3 separate regions of the Rattus norvegicus genome follow, and all the other regions are linked to region 3. The links are chromatin contacts, called in public Hi-C maps. All regions are on one chromosome and are shown on one strand. Each heading gives the region's core, a stretch centred on a gene start, on an enhancer-like site or on the middle of the called end of the contact. The rest is flanking DNA. Distances are from core to core; before and after follow the strand shown. Region 1 has its middle 460 kb from the start of Adam34l. Region 2 has its middle 610 kb from the start of Adam34l. Region 3 holds the start of Fat1 (FAT atypical cadherin 1).

What was found. Hi-C and Micro-C count contacts between places; a contact is called where the count stands out from the background.
Region 1: a contact with region 3 is called in a Hi-C map of the A7r5 cell line, with 7 times the contacts expected there. The contact joins the enhancer-like site here to the promoter of Fat1 in region 3. A contact is called at or near these places in 1 of 12 Hi-C or Micro-C datasets (the A7r5 cell line) and 1 of 1 datasets of contacts at active chromatin or transcription factors (oligodendrocytes).
Region 2: a Hi-C map of the A7r5 cell line shows a contact between it and region 3, with 5 times the contacts expected there. The contact joins the enhancer-like site here to the promoter of Fat1 in region 3. A contact is called at or near these places in 1 of 12 Hi-C or Micro-C datasets (the A7r5 cell line) and 1 of 1 datasets of contacts at active chromatin or transcription factors (oligodendrocytes).

Annotation. Positions count from the first base shown.
Region 1 is chr16:54,812,053-54,816,573 of GRCr8, reverse strand. No RefSeq gene overlaps it. Among named protein-coding and RNA genes, the nearest start is that of Adam34l, 460 kb to the left of the region's middle. Within about 2 kb of position 1,528, at least 3 of the 93 cell types and tissues checked have an H3K27ac peak or open chromatin away from gene starts, as enhancers often do. A contact at or near this core is called in the A7r5 cell line, where this site is marked.
Region 2 is chr16:54,655,003-54,659,725 of GRCr8, reverse strand. No RefSeq gene overlaps it. Among named protein-coding and RNA genes, the nearest start is that of Adam34l, 610 kb to the left of the region's middle. Within about 2 kb of position 2,330, at least 7 of the 93 cell types and tissues checked have an H3K27ac peak or open chromatin away from gene starts, as enhancers often do. A contact at or near this core is called in the A7r5 cell line, where this site is marked.
Region 3 is chr16:54,026,609-54,030,985 of GRCr8, reverse strand. Fat1 (FAT atypical cadherin 1) reads left to right here and starts at 2,377. Exons shown (of 27, transcript NM_031819.2): 1 at 2,377-2,551.

The sequences.
Region 1 (4,521 bases), core at 279-2,778, 790 kb before region 3:
AGAGGCTCCACCCAGCAGCTGACAGAAACAGACGGAGAGACCCACAGAAAAAACATTAGACAGAGATTGGGAAGTCTAATGGAAAAGTTAGGGGAAGTATTGTGGGACCTGAAAGAGATAGAAACTGCACAAGAAGAGGAACAGAGTCAACTAAACCTGCACCCTTGGAGGATTCCAGAAACGGAACCACCAACCAAAGAGCATACAACAGCTGGACCTAATTATGTAGCAGAGTGCAGCTTGGTCTTCATAAGTTTCCCCCAACGGCTGGAGCAGAGGCTATCCCTGACTCTCTTGCCTGCCCGTGGATCCCATTTCCCTAAACGGACAGCCTTGACTAGCCTCAGTAGAAGAGAATGTGCCTATCTCTTCAGAGACTTTGTGTATCAGGATGGGTGGATACCCTGGGGTGGGGGGTCTCCATTCTCTGAGAAAAGTAGGAGGGGTAGGGGAGGAAAGGCTGTAAAGTGAATAAATAAATTAAGGGGACAAAAGTAAAGTCTGACAGAACTTGAAGCAGAAGATGCCATGAACAGAGGACAACAACCAGATGACATTCTAAGTAGAGAATGAGTGACATTTACATGACAGTCTAGCAATGATACAGGCGGAACATCTGTGATGGAAACTTAATTCACTGCCCCTATAAAGACATAATTAGAAGACTATAAATGTAATGCACATTAATAAAACTCAAACACAATATGAAAAGAAAGTAGAAGCTACATTTTTTATATCGCATCTGTAATTCCTAGAAATGACATCAACTATTAATGTTTATTTTTCAGAAAGTTCCGGGGTTGTTTCCACCTTCTGTAACATGTGTCATCATGTTACCGAACATCCATCAGAACATCATTCATCTGTCTATGCAAGCAACTTTTACTATATGTTTACAGATAAAATGCCATTTATTTTAGGCTAATAAAGATTTTTTTAAAAAATATGAGATCATTATACAGTCAGCCTTTAAATTATCATTTTTTGTTTTAAAAGTTAACAACATGTTTTGGCATCTCTACAAACCCCAAAATATATTTTAACCTCATTTTTTTCCAGTTTCAAAAATATACCTTTATTTGAGCATATTTTTTAACTAATAGTTTCTTTGCTGACAGACATTTACATCATTTCAAAAATCGGTGCAATTGATGTCCGTTTATTTATTTCTGAGATAGATTCAGAGTGTTTCACAGGCCCCTGACAAGAAGATTAAGGGGGTAAATCTAAGAGAACCATATAGCTAGAAGAAAACCAAGAAGAAGAACAAAACACTAAGTAAGCATGATTTTAACCAAACTTGAAAAACTGAATGTAATCACAGTCACAGTCACATTGCGCAGAAACATACGCATACGAAATTCCTCATGATAAGGGAGTTATTTTTAGTAAAGGCCGAGGAAACACTGAAATATCCACTCAATATGGATTGTGAAAATCAAGTCATTGCTCTGTGTATTTTGAGGTGTTAGGTTTAACAGAGTGGAAAGGGATTATAGAGTTAGTCAGAGCACTTTTGTCTGAGCAGAACTTTTATTCATTTGTTTTAACATGAGTCAACAGTGAGTCTGGACAGAAATTGAGTTCTACACTAGATTGTAGTCTACTGAACTGTTGGACAGAACATCCAAAACCATGAATTGTTTCTCACCTCAAGCCTGTTAATTCCTGCTGATACTAGGACAAGGAAATTCCATTTGGGGAAATCCTTCCAATAAAATTATAGCTTCCTCCAAATCTTAGGTTTAGGGTAAGGCTCTCTCATGTGGATAGTGTATAGGCAGTGCTTAGCTTGTTCCTGTATTTATAAAAACCATTCATAGTAAACACATTTTAGACTGATTCCATGATAGTGCACACCTATAATGCCAGCACTCGAGAGGCAGAAGCAGTAAATTACTATAATCGCTGTAATTTATACACTAGCCTGATTTATGCAGCGAATCCCATGCCAGCTGAGGCTTCATAGTGAGACACTCTCTCAACCAAGAAAAAAAATAGTGAATTTCTTTATGTACAAAATGATAAAGGCAAACAAGGAGAAAGAGAAAATTAGATTTTTTTCAGATTTTTAAAAGCTATACCTTTTCCTTTTCTCTTTTATGCTTCTTTTCTCATATAACATTATAGCCAGTCTCATTTGTTTCCCCTTCCCCTATAACTCCTGGTTTCTCCCCACCTTCCCTTCCTTTTAGATGCCCTCGCCCTTCTGCCTCTCATTAGAAAACAAACAGACTTCTAAAGGATAATAATAAAATTAAAATACATACAATGGGATTTTTAAAAACGAATATATTGGAAATAGAATATACAAAACAAACAAAAGGACAAGTGTAAGAAAAGACACATGAAGCAGACATAGGTGCAAATACACAAGTGTTTAAGAAACCCCATAAAAACACTGAATTCTGAAGCCATTGTGTATGTGCAAAGGATGCTCTTATTTGCCATGGTTCTCTGATCCTGAAGGGGAGGGTTTTAATGGAGATATCCAGTTTAGGGCTGAGAATTTCGAAGTCTCTAACCCTCTGCATAATGTCTGGCTGTGAGTCTCTGTAATTGTTGCCATCTGCTGAAAAGGAAGCATCTCTGATGATGGTTGAAAAGGCACTGGTCTATGAGTGTAGCAGAATGTTATTAGGAGTCCTTCTTGGTCACCCAGTGTTGGGTATGGACTACATTTCATGGAGCGAGCATTAAGTCCGATGTTGGTTGCTTTTTCCCATAGGTTTTGTGCCAACATAGCACTAGCACTATCTTGCCAGCAGGACAACCTAGTAGGTCAAAGGATTTGTGGCTGGAATGGTGTCTATATTTCTCCTTTGGTAGCATGCTGAATACCCTCTTGTACCAAGGATGCTAGGATGTTGGGGGTTGAAGGCTCTGGGTGACTCTAGCAAACCTATGTGTCCCATGTGCTGCACAGATGGTGTCTTCAGCAGTGAGGCCTTGCTGTCGGTTTGTGGAGAGTTACCTCTAACAGTCTTGACAGCACTCTGGGTTGTTTGGGGATTCCTATGGGATTTCTCTGGCTAAAACTTCAATTAGACATGACCAAATAGTGCTACTAAAAGCCTCATTTAGTGATAGGAGATATCCAGTTGTGGTTCTGTGTCCTTATTATTTGTGAATTATATTTAAAGCCCTTTTATATGTGGATACATTCTATAAAACTTCTATTAATTGGTTTCATACCACACCTCAAATAACCTTAATTTTAGATTACGCTTTTCGTATTCCCTTCCTCATCCCTCATTCTTCTCCTCACTTGATCCTCCCATTCCAATTCCTCCCACCCTCTATCCAGCCTTAATTATTTGCCTTTCCTAGTGATATCTATTTGCCTCAATCTAGTCACCTATTCTAACCTAACCTCTGTGGGTCTGTGGATCATAGCCTGATTACCATTGACTTAACAGCTAGTATCCACGTGTATGTGAATATATACTTTTATTTGTCTTTCTGGGTCTGTTTTACCTCACTCAGGGTGATTTTTTTCTAGTTCCATCCATTTACCAGTGAATTGCATGATACCATGTTTTTGAACAACTAAGTAATAAATGTTCTATTGTACAAATGTACCACATTTCTTTCATAAAAGGACATCTAGTTGTTTCCAGTTTCTGGTGATATTAATAGAACAGCAATGAACATGGTTAAACGAATGTTTTGATTGTAAAATAGTGTTCTTTTAGTATGTGTAAAGGAGTAGAATAACTCAGTCTTGAGAAAGCCCTATCTCTAGATTCTAGAGGAACCAGAACATTGATTTCCACAGTTGCTATACAAGCTTCCACACTCCCCAGAAACTGATGTGTTTTCTGTACTGATAACCTGTGCCATCCTGAGCTGTCATTTGTTCTATTGAACTTGGTCATTCTCATGATACAAAATGGTGTCACAGAGTCATTTGCATTGCCCTTGTGGCTAAGGATATTGAACATTTCTTTAAGTGTTTCTCAGCCATTTGGGTTTTCTCTTTTCAGAATTCTCTGCTTAGATCTATGCCGCATTTTAAAATTGGGTTATTTGTTTTCTTGACATTTAGCTTTCTGTATTCTTTATACATGTTTGACTTGAGGATCTGAGCCCTCTGTTAGATGTTTAGTTGGTATTTTTACATCTATAGACTACTGATTTCTACAAATGATGCTGGCCTATGCCATGTAGAAGCTTCGCAGTGTCATGAGGTCCCATTCATTGCTGATCTCACCGTGTGTGCTAACAACGCGCTCTTTTGAAAGTCTTTTTCCTGTGCCACTGAGTTCAAGGATCTTCCCCACTTTCTCTTCTATCAGGCTCAGCTTATTTGGTTTTATGTTGAGGTCCTTAATCCATTTGGAGTTGAGTTTTATGCACAGTGATGAGTATGGATCTATTTCAATTATTCCACATATAGCCACCAAGTTGGGCAATCGCCCTTTAATGAAGATGTTTTTGTTCCAGGGTGTGTATTCTGGCTTCTTTACAATTAAAATTAGGTTTCCATAGGTTTGTGTGGATTCATGTCTGGATCTTCAA
Region 2 (4,723 bases), core at 1,081-3,580, 630 kb before region 3:
ATATCTTTCTACAACAAACCCTTTCTCACTTCTCATTGTATTTGAGGTGAGAATTAGGTTTGCCCACTACCTCTGTGAACACACATTTCATAGACTGGTCACCCCTCAGAGTCCATGGTGTTCATAGCAGAATGGCCCTGAGACTCTGCATACCAAAATCTTTGTACACACAACTCAGTTGTGTAAACCAGCATTATAGTTTTGACTAACACTATCCTATCCTATCAGTATAATCTTCCACTCCTGCATTTTATGTCATTGCTTATATCACTACATCACTTTATTTCACACAATACAAGTACAGTATAAGACGACGTATCTTTCTACCCCACTTCTTCTGTGTGTGTGTGTGTGTGTGTGTGTGTGTGTGTGTATGTTTGCCTGCAAGGGTGCCACAACATGAATATGAAGGCCAATATATATATAAGTACAATATAAAACTTTGTATCTTTCTTTCTCCCTCACCTCCTGTGTGTGTGTGTGTGTGGGTGTGTGTATGTGTGTGTGTGTGTGTGTGTGTGTGTGTGTGTGTGTGCCCGCGCGCGCATCTTTACCCACTGAATCTAACCATCTCATTGGCTTCTGTTGTGGAGTACTAACGGGGGCTGGAGCTAGGGCTCACTGCTTACAGGCATTTGCTGATTTGTAGAGACCTCAGCTTACCTTCTTGGCACCCACGCGCCAGTTCACAACCCTCTGTGACTGCAGTTCCAGATCTAACACGCTCTTCTGCCCTTATCAGGCAATGCATTCATGCAGCACAAAAGCATATATGCACACAAACTATTCACACACGTAAAAAGAGATAAATAAAATAATTTAACGAATTAAAATTTGTTTTAAATGGAGTACTAACAAGATCTGTCTGTGTATGTTCAGAATCGATGTAGCCATCCAAAGCCTTACTACACAGTACAAAGAGAAGTGCTAAAAAGAGCTCGAGGCGATGTCAAATGGCGGGAGGTTCCAGCAGGGTGTGCCCATACATCACTTCAGTCCAAGGGATTCATTACTGTTCTCAGCATGCAGGAAACCTGTGCTCTGTCTTTTTGAAACTCTAGAAATTTCAAACACTTTTGACCAAGGGTTGGTGATCCCACCCTTGGATATGAAAACTATGGTTAAGGAGAGCCAACTGTAATTTGAAATCCATTATCTGAGATGACAACCGCAAATTTAACTACTTCGCCTTAAGGAATCAGAATTTATTTTCATGCTAACACACACATGCCAGAAATGTTACAGGTCTATTCATAGTTTGCTAGTGTAGTAACTAAATATAGCACTTGGTAAGATTTAACCCATTGTATAAAAAGAATAAGATATTTTTAAATGTATGCATGCCCCTGTTATAACTGTCTTCTCTTGGGTTTTGCAAAAAGCAAGCATAGAACTGATACAAGCAAAATAACTTATTTCAACTAAAGCCAAGAATGACCTATTAGTTTGATTGCATTCTTTCTTGTAAACATTTGTAACTAAGGGTGTAAGGTTCCTCTAACAGTATTTCCTTGAGTGATCAACAGTGTACCTTGCTTGTGACTGAGGCACTATGAAAACTCTCTAACTTAAAGAATGTCCTAAGTTCTGTCACATGCTACCTTCGAAGAATGTTTTGAGTTAATTGTCAGAGTGATGGCCACACTGTGGACCAGTGGTTCTCAATATTCCCAATACTGTGACCCTTTAACACAGTTCCTCGGCTTGTAGTGACCCCACCCATAAATTATTTCATTGTTACTTCACAATCGCAATTTTGCTATTGTTGTACATTGCAATGTAAATATCTGATATGCTGATATGCAAGATATCAAATCATGGGAGTGGTGGTAGTGGTCATGACCCTCAGGTTGAGAACCACCACTCTAGCTGTTTATGGCTCTAGAGAATGGAAATATCTAAATCACTGAGCTCCCAACTTCGGTAAGATGTTCAGAATTCCCTGTCTAATTTAAAATGTTGTTTTTTTTCTGTGAAACAACAGATTCTCACTGACATTCCTATTAAAAGAGGAGGGGCCACGTTGTCAATCATACGTGAGAATGGGATGGTTAAAGAGAAGCTGTTGAAAACAAATTGAGTTCTAATGTTTCAACTTAAGGCAAAAGTTTGCTTAAGGCAAAAGTTTGTGGACAAGACCTTGCTAGCCACAGGTTCTCCAGTGGGAAAGCATTTGCAGGGTAACTTAGGGTTACCAAGCTGCTGCCGTTGCTGAGATGCCCTGACATGTCAGGGAAGTGCGAGATGGCTTGGCAGATGCCAGCCTCAGCAGCTCTGTCCTGCCCAGAGCCTGAAGTAAATTCCGAGACTGTTAGCTCACTTCCTTTGAACTAGGTCAGAATTTCTGGATTTGAAGTTAGGATCCTGAGCCTGTGAGAAGTCATTACAAACACAGTTTGGCCTCAGAAGGCCAAAGAAAGTGTGACAGATCCAGCTTGAGCCTGCTCACTTTTAAACCAGCACCGAGCATTTCCAGTGAGTAACCCTTTAGAATCGAAACACTAGACTCCTGAAGATATGTGTTGAAGGAATCCCATACTGTTCACCTTATAGATGTCAGGGTTCAAAAAAAAAATCAAGTCCCCTAATGACTATTGCTTTGCCTAGGCTAGTTTTTTCTCCTTGGAATTGTATCAGAATCAATAAAAGTGAATTTGAATCATTGCAAGTGGATTTGAATCTCTGCAGTAAAATCATTAAGGGAATACACAAATGTAGCTTTTGCTGATCATTACTGAAATATCTTCTGAGGTTTTACAGATAAGCACCTATTCCACAACAAACAAATAATCAAACCAGATGTCGCATGACAACATCTAAGCAAAAAGAGGAAGATAGTCCAAAATATACTACTGAAAAGCTACAAGGGCCAGATATCCATCACTCAAACTCACTACTTGTTAGTACTTTTCCTTTTATATTAATGTACATTTATACTTAGACATACTTTATCAATATATACGCATACGTTTTGGCTAATTACTTTACGTAGTTTACAGACATCAAGACATTTTCTCCTCATATCTTCAATATGAAATGAACCCATTTACATGATCATAGTAATGATTTCACACCTACTGTTATAAGCTAGCTTCCACGGTCAGTGTTGTACAAATGTGGGAAGAGGAGTTGTCACCTGGGGACTTGTCTGGAACAAATTGTCCTGCGGTCTTGTGTGTATGGCATCAATAAGTGCTTTGGAGGGGCCAGCCCATGGTGGATGACATACACTCCCCAGAGGGATGTGAGCCTAGGCTACAGAAGAAGGGGAGCCGAGGAAGCCAGGCAAAGCCAGCCAATAGACAGCTTTCCTACAAGGCCTCTGCTTCAACTCTCGCCTCTGGGCTTATACTTTTGAGTTGATGCCTTGGAGTCCCTCCATGATGGATTATAACATAAAAGTCAAACAACTCTTTCATATCTGAGGTATTATGGTCACGTTGGTCACAGCGACAGAAGGCAAAATAGAATGCTTAAGAAAATGTACAGTGGTTCCCAAGTACCTTCAGAGTCTCAGTTCAAAATCATACGTTCTAATTATCTGTTAAAATTCATCTCAAAAATCAAGGTTCTAATTAAAAATCTAACTCCATTTTTTCTTTTTGTTATCTCTTAAGATGTTTAAAAACCATAGTTTCTACTTTTTCAATTTTCCTTAAGTTAATTTTTTAATGTTGAGATTATCATGTAATTACAACATGCTGCCTTTTCCTTTCCTCCCTCGAAACCACCTCATATACACCTCTCTTCTCTACCTCAAATTTATGGCATTTTCCCACCAATTGTTATTACATATATATGAATATGTATACAAATACATATACATATATAGAAATGTGACATATATATATATATATATATATATATATATATCCTAAATACAAATTCAAATTACTCAACCTTTAAAATATTTTTTGTATATATGTTTTCAGGGCTAACAATTTGGTATCAATGGATGTGCTTCTGTATACTACAGAAAACCACAACTAGTCAACCTGCAGAGTTGTGAAGCCCATCTTGGATACATCTAGGAAACACTTTCACATATAAGGCTCAGGTAACGCTGAAGAGTGGCAGAAAGATTGGGAGAGACAGAGGACCAGGGTGTTTGCTAGAAAAAAAGTTAACTTTTTAAAGACATTATTACAGATGTAATAATGATTCTACATTCTACTTTCACTGTGTTCTCATGTTTGTTTTTTATTTTGTTCTTCCTTCCCTCCTCCCTTCCTTCCCTCCTCCCTTCCTTCCCTCTGTCCTCTCACTCTTTCCTCTCCCTCTTTCCTCTCCCTCTTCCTCACCCTCTCCCTCCTCTCTCTCTCTCTCTCTCTCTCTCTCTCTCTCTCTCTCTCTCTCTCTCTCTCTTCATTCTTGCTGTTTGTTTCTGTGTTCCCTATATACAGCATAAAATAGAAATTAAAATTAGCTCACACTCAGACATAGATTAAATCCTTTAGTCAAAAAAAGGTAGCTTATAAAGAAAATCAGCATATCTTATTCTGTTATGTTATCACAAGAAATATGGCTACTTGTGAGCACGTAGTTCTGGAAAATTTAGAGACAAGAATAACATTACTCTATAAATGTATGTTCCTGCTTTTGCGATGTCCGAGAAATCTGTAAAGAAATAACTAGTATTATGTGGATATCGTTTCCCAAGAGTTTACCAGGAGAGGGCAGTTTTCATATCAGCTTTAACCCTTAGGTGTTTTACAGTACTCTG
Region 3 (4,377 bases), core at 1,128-3,627:
GAAATCCTTGGGGAATGAGTAAATGCTCTCATGGTTCTGCACCCCGCCCTGCATCCCCTCCCATACTGTAGAATCCACTCAGTACTGGAGAGGAAACTTAAAATTTAATGCTTGATGTAGCCTTAAAAAAAATTTAAGATATATAGCAAGGTATTTCTAGCAATAGTCTCTGTTGCGATCAAGGTGCTTTTAAATTTATTTTGACATGAACAGCCACTAACCAGATGTGGGTAGTCAATATATGATACATAGTTTGAAAGATTAAGGAATTGAATGTTAACTTAATTTTATTTAAACCAAAATAGCCAATGGCTACTCCAGATTTAGTCTCATTGCTTAGAACAAAGGGTTTTGTTCAAATTATCCTGTCCTCAACTTTTAAAATGAGCTTTTTTTTAAAAGAACTAATACTATCAATAAAACGTAAATTCCTCCCTATTCTTTTAAAACTGGAACACCTTGGATTGCCCGAGCAACTCTAAAGTCTGGTCTATCAAACCAAATTGACTTGTGCACGTAGCAGTGCCGCAGGAGACCTTGCATCATCTTGAGGGTTTGTATGTGTGGTCAATGTCTAACATCAAGTGTGCACCTAGAAGGAGTGCTGAGCATGCCCAGTTGCCATAGTGAAGGATAGAAGTGACTGGGCATTGACAGGCTTGCTCGACAGAACAGTCTTCTCTCAGAAATCCCCTCCGCTGCTGCCCCTGTTCTGTGGCCTCTAAGGTTATCTCATTCTGGTCGCCATCCCCCTTCCCCCACTCTTCTAGAGGCTCCCAGTCCCTTATAAGAAATTTCAGATCGCAAAGGAAAATAAGGGGCTCAGGAGAACAAGTGGTAAGAAGTACCTTTCAGATGCATGCTAGGCATTTTCTAAGATGCTCAGTAAAAACATAGTGTCTGCACGAATGGAGGCTATCCGTGTGGCAAACAGACGAGACCCAGGGAGGCTTGCTTTTAACTTACAACTTTTACCATTTACAACAGATATTGGTCCCGAACTACCTCAGGTAAGGGGGTTCACTGGAGCTTGGAGCAGTTCTCAAGCCTAAGCACACACTCAGAACACTCAGTCTCTTCATCTCTTTCCTTAACGTTTGAGCCCGCTAGTTTTGTTTGCTCTTAATCTCTCAAAACTACACAGACTGATATATTTACGCAAAGGGATGAAAATATGTTCATAGAATCTGCCTCCAGCACCATGCCCTGCTTTCCCAGACTCCTTCAAATCTAATAATAATCGTTTGGGGCAGTGTCAATTTACATAAATGGCTCCCTTAGACTCTCATGCTGTTCAGGAGATGCTTTTTGGCATGTTAGTGGCATTAAAAAAAATCCCACGGCAGATATTTTCCCACAGCCTGGACACTTATATAAAAGCGACATATTCATTTATACATTAAGCTTTAACAGGGCTTGCATTTTTGCAAATTTATGTTGTTTCGAGGTGTAGACAATTGATTTGTGTATTAGCCATTATCACTACAGATTACTTGTAAGATACGTTAAAATTGGCTCCGCCCCCATCGCTTCCCCCTACCTCTGGAAATCTATGATTCAGACTAGGTCTCAAGACAGAGGAGCATTTGGAAAGGATTTGGAGATTAAAAAGACGGTTTTCAACACAAAGATCACAAGCAGCGTTGGACAACAAGAACCATTTAAAATTTAAATAGTTTAAAAATTTAAAACATCACATCTCCAGAAGTTGGAGGACGACAAAGTCCGAGTCGTCCAGTAAGCTTGCAGTGACTGATCGCGCTTCTGCCCAGCAAAAACCCGGACAGGCGACACGGACACGTTGCGACGAGTTTCAGCTGCAGAAGAGGAAGAGCATCACCTGCAGTCCGAGGCGTGGGAAACGCCGCGGGACCCGGTGTGGAAGCCCGGGAGGCGAGCGCAACGGGGGACCTTGGCTGGCTGATCCGGTGGTGAGTGCGAAGAAGCCAGCGCTCGGCGGAGCCCCAAGACTCCGCGGGGAGGAGAGGGACGGACATTTCTTCGTGGGGACGGCTGCGGCCAGGGAGATCACTGCATCGGGAAACCTGGCGGCAGCCTGGGCGTTCTTAGCTGCAACTGGCTGGGAGGCCGACTGAAGCTGGAGAACCCGGTCAGCGCCGGGGAGTCGGGGGCGAGGCGGGGCTCTGACGTCACCTCCCCTCCCCCAGCCGCTCCTAGAGGGAGGAGTAGGGAAAAGAGGCAGAGAGATCCGCCGCAGTTGCCGGCCGTAACTCCTCAACTCGGCAGCTGGCTGCCTGGACATGTTCTGACAAACTTGGCTTCCCCTCGGCCCTCTCTCCAGACCTCGTGCGCGCTCTCTCCACCTCTTTTGGTGCTCAAACTTTCCCCGGGTCGAGAGCCACTGGAAATGCGCCCACCTGAGTCCCGCCAGCACTGGAGGAGGATCGCGCTCTGCTTGGGGATATGCTGAAGATCCAAGGGAGGCAAAGTTGGTACTTCGAGCCCGGATCCTAACAAATATCCAATCGGCGTGGGAATTACCCAACTGCCGGGGACTGTAAGGAAGAACACCGAGGACCGGGCTACTGTGGTGAGTTCTTTGTTCAGTGCATGCCTTGTAGAATTTTAAGTTTAATCGTGAATGAAAATAACGTGAGGGGTGTTTCACTGTAAGCGAGTGGGGGAATTCGTGTGTATCCTACGTGATCTGCGCTCAAGAAACTGGACTGCCCGCGGCCTTTACGGGGCGCGGGAATGAAAGGCAGGCATGCGCAGCTTTTGGAATTCGCAAAATACACACAGAGCACTGTTCAAAAGAACTTGAGAAGTGAAGCCGTTTGTGCATTATTTTCAGTGTAACTTGTTATAGAAATGGTGCCCAGGGAGGGCGCGTTGGGGACTGGGTGATCTGCAGTGGCGCAGCGCCCTCTAGTCCGAGCATTGGGCAAGGCGCGCTCTCAGCTCCTAGTTCAGTGCAGACCTCGAACTTGGACCTGCCGGTTACTCTTAACGACGTGGACCAGACAGAGCTTGATCGCTTGCACCCTCGTCTTCATTTACACCGGACGACACTTAATATATTTCAAGAAAAATCAGCTTGGGTAGACTGAATGTAGAGGCAGTGCTGGGGGAAAGGGTTTATTTTATTTTATTTTTCTTTTTTTGGCGGGGGGGGGGGACAGTTTCTCTTCCACCTAATTTCAATGAGGCTCTGGGGACAGGGTCAAAGAAGATCGACTATTTAAATGATGTTCGCGGAACTTGAACAACACGTCTCTTCATGTGAAGGCAATTCGCTCGTGGTCAAAAAGGTATCTCCATTTCGTTCCGTTGGTGGCTCAAGGATTAGCAAAATGAGGCAACACAGGAGACTGCATTTTTGGCTTTTTGCGGTTCCTGTAGCGACCAAGTGCAACTTCTTACCGGCAGTGAGATCTATTAGTAAGCCTGGATATTTAGGATTCTTAATTAGATATTTTAGTCCTAGTAAGCACCAATATATCAATGATTTTTTTTTTACAGGAATTCCTTTGTACGACTTACAAAATCCAGTGGTGATTTAATGCTATGGAGCGATGTGTTTTTATACTTTTTATTGTCCTTTCCTTCTAGCAGCTCTGCCCTAAGCCCTCTCACATCCCCTCCCCCAACGGCTTGCTTTGTGTGTGTGTGTGTGTGTGTGTGTGTGTGTGTGTGTGTGTGTGTGTGTGTTTTGTTGAGAGTTAAAATTCCGGGGAGGCTGGGGGGAGGTCGCAAACTGGTTGAGCTTGGAGATCAGGTCTCTCACTTTCGTAGCGTTCACTGACCGGTAACTCTGCGAGCACTTTGCGCAATTGTTGCCGCGGCCGGAGGAGTCTTTGGGTTACGAAGATGTTTGCTTTTTCTGGGTGTTGTGAATATATGTGTTCTAAGTAGTGAGCAGGGTACGAATTCAGAGGTACGAATCAGCACACTCATTCCGCATGCAGGCACTACTTTTTCTTCCCAAGCGTAACCTGCTAGACACCATTATTTTTTCAGCCACCTTGCTTTAAGATGGCTTAAGAGGTGACATTAACTTTGAGCCAAAGGAATACACTCTAGACCCTGTCTGCCGTGCAATTCCCTCTGCAGCTCCCTCCACCCGCTCCAAGGGAAATCTGATCTCTGCGTTCTCGCGGCGTTAAAATGTTCGAGCCCCACAAACTTTCCGAGGTCGAGTCCTTCTTTTTCTCTGGGCTGCGTTCCAAAGCGTGGCTGGCTTCGGTTTAGTCTCGTTTGCTCATCAGCCGGTACCTGGAGCTCTGCAGGAGCCGGGGATAGACTTGCAACCCTGGGATGCGCTGGCTGGGCGCTCGGCCGCCAGAAGGAGTTCTGCAAGTGGGGAGCCTTGCTCGCCGGGAATCTCCCATCTCGCACGAGAACTTGTAGCTGAGG